Regions from separate parts of the Mus musculus genome. Here all the other regions are linked to region 1. A link is a contact called in public Hi-C and HiChIP or PLAC-seq data. All regions are on one chromosome and are shown on one strand. The core of a region is the stretch at or near the end of the contact, and the rest is flanking DNA. Distances in the headings are between cores, read along the strand shown.

Region 1 (3,061 bases), core at 350-2,849:
GACTTTAGTGTAAGGAACCCAAAGACCTACTACATATGAGCAAACCAAGCTTGATGGGACACGTTCCCTTAAAAAGGAAGGAAGCCAGGGCTTGTGTCACCTCAAGAGTGAAGCTGGAAGACACACATATAAAAGTTAAATAAGACCATGACCAAAGGACAAAGCTTTGAGAATTCTGCTTCTGTGAGATCCTTAGAGCAGTCAGTCTGGAGACAGACGGGAAGTAGAATGGAGGCTTCCGGGACCTAGAGGAGTGGGGAACGGGGAGCAACTGTTTAAGAAGTGCAGTCTCCATCCTGCAAAATGAAAACCGTTCTAGACAGGGCCGCCGGTGACGGCTCTGTAGCCGTGTGAATGTAATAATGCTGACAGCGTGCATTTAACAGTTAAGATGGGAAGCCTTGCCTTATATGTACTTCGTGATTGATTATTTTTCAAGTTTGGTTGTAAAGCCCAGGCACCTTTAGACAAATCGAGCTGCCTCCAAGAGAAGACGGCATCAGGCTTTGTCCATGGCCAGGGGATGCCTGGCCTTTCCACACAGCCCCTGCCCATGAGCTGCTGCTCCTGCCCAAAGCGAGAGCACCCACCTGCTCCCCGAGCCCTGATCTCACCGCTTGTATCTGCCTAGAAAGGGACTTCCCAAGAGGTCACTGGCCACCTGTGGTCAGAGGTGGCCCTGCATGCTTGGGTCTCTCCCAACCGGTGGTAAATGCACGCAGCAAGATCCACACTCTGCGTTCTTTCTGCATACCATGCTGCTCCCGCAGAGACCGCACACACTTGGTGCTTAATAGATAGTCGAGGAAGAGAAATGCGAAAGGAGGCAGGGGAGGGTGAGAAAGGGAGATGGAGGGATGGGAGGGAGATGCGCCAACGTGGGTCAGAACTCACCTCCGCTTTATGGGTACAGATAGGGCCTCAGGATGAACGGGCAGCGGGCCATTCCCGCGGGGCTCAATTTCTCCCTCCCCTGTCTCACTCCCCAGAATTTTGGAAGTGACGGTACTCATATCCTCAGGAGGGCTGCTCAATGTGAGTGGCATCGGGGCCCATGACGAAAGCCACTCACCCCACCCCCACCCCCACCCCCAACCCCACCCCCACCCCTACCCCCACACGCTGTTGCTTTTTGCTGCCCTAGAACAAGAAACACAGAATATTCAATTCCTGAGCAGGCTTCGCACATCCAGGGTGCTACCCATTAGCTCACACCACCTGGGCACCCTATCCTCCCTTGGCCTCCTGGACCTCCCTGGCTCCCTCAGCCCCCGGGGCCCCGTATTATCCACACAATCTGTTCCCGGGTGATAATGAAACTCTCAGGTCAGGAAGAGGGAAGCTTTGTGACCCTCCTGTCGGGAGGAGGGGGTCTCTTTGCTTGTCGGACCCTGGTATTTGCTCACCTGACATTTCAATTTTGTGACAAGGTGACATGCAAAGGGGAGAGGGCACATTTTTTTGGCAGGAGAGGTAATTTATTAGACATCCACTCGCCAGCTATAAACATCTCCTTTCGGTTTGCTATTGCAGTCCCGGCCTGCCACAGGGCTGATCCCTGGTTAATGCATAACTTGGTGAGTGCCACTCTCAGGGCAGGCAAGCCTCATGCCCCCAGCTCCTCACTTCCTCCTCCACCTGACCTGACAACGGGGCCATGTCACCCTCTGCTTGCAAAGAGGCGGGCCTGAAGCTGGAGTCCCACACCGGTTGACCCAGAGTGACATGAGGTCACGCTTACTGAGTGCAGTAGGCTAGGCTTCGAGTTTTCCACCCGTGTGGGATGGCTGTGACGGCCACCTTAACACAAAAGCAGCTGCTGCACCCTGGGGATGAACCTTCTGTTTTCTGACATCCTCCCTGTGGCTTCAAATAATCAAGGACGGGGAGGAACACGCTGCAACTGCGGTGCTCTGGGGTGAGATGGAAAACAAACACGCAGGGCTAGAACCGGTGTACACGCGCCTTTAATCCCAGCACTCCAAAGGCAGAGGGAAGGCAAAACTCTGTGAGTTCAAGGCCAGCCTGTCGACATAGAGTTCCAGGACAGCCAGAGCTACGAGATTCTATCTCAAAATAAATGAAAGAAGAAAGAAAAAGCAGGTCACTTACCAATGGAACTGACTGAAGTATCCCCAAATATCCAAAGTAAACTTGGTGGCCGAAGGGAGACTTCTAGAAAACCTTAGAACGTAACACAAATATAGAGAAGCATGTTTGGTTGCAACTTGATAAATTCCCATGAAGCAAGTCTGCCTACCTAACTTGAACAAATTCAAAACAGAGCTTGGCCAGTTAGTTGGGACTAACCCCAGGTACCCCAAGTCAGAGTGACCCTCATCCTGGCCACCATCAAAGGTCTCCGTTTCCTGAATGTTCTATTGCATCTGGCTTCTCTCAGCATCCTGGTACCTATGGTTGAAGTCCACTCCTTCCATTAGTTTATTTCCCTGGGGAATATAGGTTGTGTATAGCTTTGGCCAGCATGTCAAAAACGCAGGTTCTGGGTGAGGCTGGAGAGATGGTTCGGTGAGTAAGCACAGGCTGGCGGCTCTCCCGGCAGACCCCAGTTCGAATTCCAGCACCTACCTGGTAGCTCACAATTGTCAATAACTCCACTTCCAGAGGATCAAGTGCCCTCTTCTGGTCTCTGCAGGCAGGCACCAGACACGCACATGGTATACTGACATATATACAGGCAAAACACTCATACACGTAAAATTAAAAATTTAAAATGCAGGTTAGAAGAAGGGACATCCTTGGGTTTTGATATCTGGTTTGATAGCTGGGTGATACTGGAGCCAATATCCTGCAGATATCTAGAAATGCCTGTGATGTTTTCACTTTACAAAGACAGCAGGGGCCTCTGTGGAGCCTTTTGTGAGGTGGGAAGGTCTTAGGATGTAGCCCAGTTTGATATGCACCTGTCACATAGGGAATCTTGCTTTGGGTTTCCTGGTCTGATGTTTGGTGTTGGGCTGAACCCAGAAACAATAGGGAACTTGCAAAAAGGAATTTGTGTTGGGGACGGATGGAGATAGGTGAGACTGAATGAGGGCCA
Region 2 (3,061 bases), core at 150-2,649, 700 kb after region 1:
ACAGAGAGCCTTCTACCTTTGCTCCCCAGCCCTGGCATTAAAGATGTGTGCCACCACTCCTGGCCACTCATTCTTTTCTGCTTAGCCTATTCCTCTCTCATGTGTAGGAAACTTCATTTATGTGGCACAAAGGTTGAACTTTTCTCTTTTAATGAAATTAACTTTGTCCTTTTAAATACTGATTTTCATTTTTATGTTTTAATTAAAACTTTATTATAAAGAACTTGAAAATAAAATTGTCACACAGCAAAATTACCTTTTTGCTGTGATATTGGTGTTAAGTTTATGAGATTATTGGTGTGATTAAATCTATCATTCTGTCCTTTGATTTCTATGTACTTTGTTTGCTTTTAATTCCCTTGTCTTCTTTTTTCTGGCTTCTTTGGGAATAACTGACTTTTTACTTGAGTGTGTGTGTGTGTGAGTGTTTGTGTGTGTGTGTGTGTGTGTGTGTGCATACAGAGGCCAGACATTGACATGTGTGTGTTACTCTGTTATAGTTACTGTTGAGGTGCTGTGAGCAGACACCATGACGAAGGCAAGTCTTATAAAAGACAACATTTATTTGAGGCTGGCTTACAGCTTCAGAGCTTTAGTCTGATTTCATCATGGTAGAAAACACGACAGTGCGCACGCAGTCAGATATATTGGCTGGAGAAGGAGCTGAGGGTTCTACAACTTGACCTGAGGCAGAAGAAGAACTGACACACTAGACCTAGCTTGAGCGTAGACCTCAAAGCCCACCTCCATAGTGACACACTTCCTCCAACAGGGTCACACCTCCTAGCAGTGCCACTCTTTGTGGGCCAAGCATTCAAACCCATGAGTCTATGGGGACCACTCCTATTCAAATCACTACAGTCTCCATCACTCACAACCTAATTTTCTGAGACAGGTTCTTTCACGGAACCTGAGTTTCTGTTTCACCAAGAGGGCCAGCAAGCCACTGGGATCAACCTATCCCTACATCCCCAGCCCCAGCATTACAGAGGCGTGGCCTTCAAATGGATGCAACCGATCCAAATTCTCAGAACAACGGTATTTTCTGATCACTCCTCCTGTATGATAAGAGGCATTCCTGGAGGGATGTGATAAGCACATCTCCTCAGCCCAGATGGAGAGCCCACGAGAGAGCAAGATCCAGATGCCACCAAAGTCCAGCTGGCTTGAACCAGTGAGTTTTATTGGTGTTACAAAAATATGGGTGAGGGGTCACTTACAAGAGCAGAAATGACTCAAAGAATGATGCATCACCAAAGCCCATCCCAGCATGAGCTCACACAGCTGGGAACCCGGAGCCCAGTGCACAGCCTGCAGGCAGCTCAGCAGGTTGGAGAGCATCCTTTCCAAGTGACTCCATTGGGCTAAGCCTCTTGCAGGCAGCGCTGCTAGTTTCTGTTTCTCCCGGGCAGCTAGTTGGTCATGATCATCTCAAGAGTCGTCTCTGCAGCTTCTATTGCTTACTCTGGTAGGGACCTAGTGAATCCCTTCAGTTTTAGGGGCTTCTTGAAGCTGTTTTGAAGTTATTTTTATCTCCCTGCTTAGGATGAAATGTTTCAACTTCAGGGGAAACTGTTATGCAACACAACATCATTTGTATCCATAATATACAAAGAACTCCTCAAACGCAACAATAAGAAAGTCACAAAGCAAGGAAATGAGTAAGTGTGTGGGAATTGCATCACATCATCAGCCACATAGGGAAACACAAGTCAAAACCACAACATGCTGTGAATTAGAACTGGGAGGCCGGGAGGGAAGCTGGCAGCAAAATATTAAGACTCCGACCCAGGCTGAGAGGGGAACCAGGGACAAACCCAGAAATCCTGACTGCAGCCCGTGCAGACAATAGTGTTGAGCAACTGCAATCCCTATATGCCCTTGGGGCAGATGAAGATGGTTACGCATTTATGTAGCCTAAAACCCATCTATACAATACCATGCTTATGTATTTACCCAGGAGAAATTAACACTATGCGCCTGTACTTGAATTTTTACAAAACCACTCATAATTGGCAGAAACCAGGAGAAAACGGAAGTTCAAAAGGCAACTTAATAGATAAATAAACTACGACATAGCCACACATTAGAATACTATTCAGCAATAGAAAGGGAAAATACTGATATATAATAGCATGAGGTAATTGCAGAGATTTTTCTGAGAGTCCAGACATGGTGGGGCACAGCTTTAATCCTAGCATGCAGGAGGCAGGGGGAGGTGGATCTCATGAGTTCTAGGACAGCCAGATCAAAACATCAACAGGCCCAAAGACATTATTCTTTGTTTGTAAACCGAGTCAAAAGACCGCATATTATACAGTTCCACACACAATCTTTGAAAAGAGGGGGAAAATAGCAACAGCAAAGAGATGATTGACTGCCAGGGGTTGTGTGTAGAGAACCGGGGGTTTACAATGACCACAAGAAAATTGGGGGTGCGATGGATATGCTCTGCGTGTGGACGGTGATGTCAGTTGTCTGCTTGCTTCTAATAAACTCTGGGAAGCAGACATTTTAAAAGGCGACATTGCTGTAGCAGCGTGACTCAGTACTCATGCGTAACTTGACGTCATCAGTGTGAGGGTTCTTTCCCAAGAATCCGTTCCAAAGTGGAAATTCCCAGATCATTGTGGCAAAGCCAGGTGGGGACCTGAGGGAGCGTTGGAATCAAAAAATGGCGGGGAGGCTCCCAAATTTATCTGCTTTGAAAGGAAAAGAGTGGCCCTGGGAAGGGTGCTTCCAGGAGGATGACGTTAGTCTAAAATCAAAGTCTAGGCTAAAGTAGTTCTCTCTTGAGAAGCTCACGGTTCCTCCTACACTGTTCATACCTCCAACCCGCTTGACTCACGCTGGAGCCTCTAATAAAGTCTTTTCTTAATAAACCACAACGTTGTTTCGCACAACACCAGAACTAGGTAAATCCAGGTGTGGTAGTGCATGCCTGTAAGCCCTCCGGAGCTTGCAGCCCTCAGGAGGCTGAGGCAGGAGAGTTGCCTCAACTCTCAGGCAAGTCTGGTCTCCATGAGTTCAAAGCCAGCGAGCTACAGAGTGAGGCTGTGTC
Region 3 (3,061 bases), core at 176-2,675, 640 kb after region 1:
ACACCTGCTGCTCTTGAAGAGGACCTGAGTTTGGTTCTAAGAGCCCATGTGAGGTGGCTCACGATTGCTTGTAACTCCAGCCCCAGGGGATTCAACACCCTCTTCTGATTTCTGAGGGTCCCTGTATACACTACTACATGTAATTGAAAAGTAAAATAATCTTAAAAATATAAAACTATGAATTTGGGTAGTTTCCAGGCTTGTTTTGAAGTTTTATTTACTTTATGTGCGCAAGTGTGCACCTGTCAGTATTTGAATGCAGTGCCTGCAGTGGCCAGAAGAGGGCGCTGGAGCTCCTGGAATAGGAGGTATAGGTGACTGTGAGCTACCCTGTTTACTGGGAAGTGAACCCTGATCCTCTGCAAGAGCAGCCAGTGGTCTAACTACTGAGCCATCTGTCCAGTCCCCTCCATGGGTTTTGTTTTATTCTGAAACAGCAGCCACTCATTTTTTTTAAGACTAAATCTATTTATTTATTTATTTTTATTTATTTATTTGTTTATTTATTTATTAATTATATGTAAGTACACTGTAGCTGTCTTCAGACACTCCAGAAGAGGGAGTCAGATCTCGTTACGGATGGTTGTGAGCCACCATGTGGTTGCTGGGATTTGAACTCCGGACCTTCGGAAGAGCAGTTGGGTGTTCTTACCCACTGAGCCATCTCACCAGCCCGCCACTCATTTTTAATAAAAAGTAGGAAAAGGGCAGATGGCAGGTGATTTGTCCTTTACAGAACTATCATCCCACAAGATGTCCACATTAAAGTCTAAAGTTGCAAATGCTACGTGAGACATTAGTGACATTAAAGTCACTAATGTGAGACATTATGTGAGTCACTATGTGAGACACTAGTGACGGAGGCAGGATCTGAACCTGGGCTCTGAGTGTTCAAGGCTCCACCCTTATCTGGAGCAGACCTCTCCTGTGCTAAGAGTGCTAAGAAGGAGGGGCTAATACCAAGATCCTGCTGCTTGAGGATCAGTTACCTTTGCAACCCATTTTACAGATGGGAACACCGAGGCCAAAGAAGAAACTTGCCATCGTTCAGATCAGTGGGGAATGAGCAGCAGAGACTGAATGGGTCCTCAGGGCTTTGGGCTAAAGCCCTTCCCATCCATACCCACCCTCACACCATGTTGACTTAGAAAAGGCCAGTGGCTCCTGGAGGAGTTAAGGTTTATTTAGTTGTCTAGCCCTTTGCACTGGACCCTTAAGAGCTTTTAACCTATTAATCACTTGGATGAAATCACAGGAAAGCCCCGCCCCCAAGCCCACACCAGATAGTACGCCTTCTGCACAGGACTGTGGAAGAGTAATCTAGGCAAAGTGAGGTGAGAAAGATGATCGGCCTAAACCAGATATGAGGCCATTAGTGCCGGTGTGACACCCACACATCTCCCTGGGGACCGTTATGATTAAGCCAAGCCTCCACATACCGCTTCTTCTGCCTCTGCCAGCTGACATCCTAAAAATGAAGTCAGGTTGGGGAAGGATGGCCGCTTCCTTGAGTCAAAAGCCCAGCAGGATTGCATTACAAAGTATCTGTGAGAGAGCAAATCAGAGCAGAGCTGAGGGGGTGTGAATGAACTTGGCAGGGCTCCACCCACAGTTCACACCCAGGGCAGCATGGGGGTGGGGGTGGGGGGTGGGGGCTGTGCACTGTGCGCTGCTGGCTTTGTGGGAAGCACGGACTAGAATTGGTACCACACCAGAGAGTGAGGTGAAGTCAAATCCTCAGGTACCACAAGCAGAAGAATGAAGCCTTGGAGGCTGCCCAAGAGGGCGCAAGCTACCTGAAGCTTGCTTGCTTTCTCTCTCTCTCTCTCTCTCTCTCCCTCCCTCCCTCCCTCCCTCCCTCCCTTCCTTCCTTCTTTCCTTCCTTCCTTTCTTGTCTTGCTATTAGCACAGATTATCCTACAGCCTCATACCTCTGGAGTACTGGGATTATAGGCAAGTGTCTCCTTGCCCTTCCTGCCCCCCCCCCCAATTTATTGATTGATTGGCGATTGTTTTTTTCAAGACAGGATCTCACTACACAGCTTTGGCTGTCGACCAGGCTGGCCTCAAATCACAGAGATCTGACTGCCTCTCTGCTTCCTCGCTGTGGGAATTAAAGGTGGATGCCACTGTACCAAGATGTCTCTGCTTTTAAACAGCAAACAAGGGCCGGAGAGATGGCTCAGCGGTTAAGTGGTTAAGACTGCTCTTCCAGAGGTCCTGAGTTCAATTCCCAGCAACCACATGGTGGTTCACAACCATCTGTAGTGGGATCCAATGCCCTTTTTTGGTATCTCTGAAGATAGTGACAGTATACTCACATACATTAGATAGATAGATAGATAGATAGATAGATAGATAGATAGATAGATAGATAGATAGATAGATAGATAGATGAATAAATAAATATAAATAAATAAGATCTCAGCAATGTCGTAGGAAAGTGTGTTTTAACCAGGTGTGGTGGCAGTGCACATTTTTTAAAATGTATTTATTTATTATATGTAAGTACACTGTAGCTGTCCTCAGATACTCCAGAAGAGGGCATCAGTTTTCATTACGTTTGGTTGTGAGCCACCATGTAGTTGCTGGGATTTGAACTAGGGGCTTTCAGAAGAGCAGTCTGCGCTCTTAACCACTGAGCCATCTCACCAGCCCAGCGGTGCCCATTTTTAATAACAGCTCTCAGGAGGCAGAGACAGCTGGATCTCTGAGTTTGAGGCCAGCCTGGTTTACAGAGTCAATTCCAGGACAGCCAGGGCTACACAGGGGAACCTTGGCTCAAAAAGAAAACAAAACAGAAAGAAGAAACAAACAAACCAACAAACCCAGCAAGCTTTTGTTTTTGCAATGCATTTGGAGGACTTAGAGCATATGGTAAATGTTTGATACCCAACCCCGGTCTGGCTGTACTCACATCCCTTCTGTGGCATAGAATGGCTGCTCCATTTTAAATCCACTCTGAATCAGTTTATAGAAGTTAGCGTCGACAGGAATGCCAGGGTAAGGGTTCACACCTGAGAAAAACATGCGCTCAGTGGGGCCTCACAAACACTGTTCT

What was found. Hi-C and Micro-C count contacts between places; a contact is called where the count stands out from the background. HiChIP or PLAC-seq counts read pairs in DNA pulled down with a chosen protein or histone mark.
Region 2: a contact with region 1 is called in a Hi-C map of the G1E-ER4 cell line, with 2.2 times the contacts expected there. The contact joins two enhancer-like sites. A contact is called at or near these places in 1 of 39 promoter capture datasets (cranial neural crest), 2 of 484 Hi-C or Micro-C datasets (the G1E-ER4 cell line and the HPC-7 cell line), 1 of 115 datasets of contacts at active chromatin or transcription factors (large pre-B cells) and 1 of 9 other capture datasets (embryonic stem cells).
Region 3: an H3K4me3 HiChIP or PLAC-seq map of the 230-238 cell line shows a contact between it and region 1, with 8 times the contacts expected there. The contact joins two enhancer-like sites. A contact is called at or near these places in 3 of 15 datasets of contacts at CTCF or cohesin (the NIH/3T3 cell line and large pre-B cells), 60 of 484 Hi-C or Micro-C datasets (B cells, the Ba/F3 cell line, the C3H10T1/2 cell line and 37 more), 8 of 115 datasets of contacts at active chromatin or transcription factors (the 230-238 cell line, PVALB interneurons, bone marrow-derived dendritic cells and 5 more) and 4 of 9 other capture datasets (adipose tissue, embryonic stem cells, liver and 1 more).

Annotation. Positions count from the first base shown.
Region 1 is chr5:146,686,477-146,689,537 of GRCm38.p6, forward strand. No RefSeq gene overlaps it. Among named protein-coding and RNA genes, the nearest start is that of Gm34700, 12 kb to the right of the region's middle. Within about 2 kb of position 1,600, at least 55 of the 459 cell types and tissues checked have an H3K27ac peak or open chromatin away from gene starts, as enhancers often do. A contact at or near this core is called in the 230-238 cell line, the G1E-ER4 cell line and pre-B cells, where this site is marked.
Region 2 is chr5:147,387,507-147,390,567 of GRCm38.p6, forward strand. All of the region lies in intron 1 of Flt3 (FMS-like tyrosine kinase 3), which reads right to left. Among named protein-coding and RNA genes, the nearest start is that of Gm26597, 11 kb to the right of the region's middle. Within about 2 kb of position 1,400, at least 44 of the 459 cell types and tissues checked have an H3K27ac peak or open chromatin away from gene starts, as enhancers often do. A contact at or near this core is called in the G1E-ER4 cell line, where this site is marked.
Region 3 is chr5:147,331,451-147,334,511 of GRCm38.p6, forward strand. Flt3 (FMS-like tyrosine kinase 3) reads right to left here. Exons shown (of 24, transcript NM_010229.2): 22 at 2,918-3,017; 23 at 1,440-1,545. Among named protein-coding and RNA genes, the nearest start is that of Urad, 11 kb to the left of the region's middle. Within about 2 kb of position 1,426, at least 7 of the 459 cell types and tissues checked have an H3K27ac peak or open chromatin away from gene starts, as enhancers often do. A contact at or near this core is called in the 230-238 cell line and pre-B cells, where this site is marked.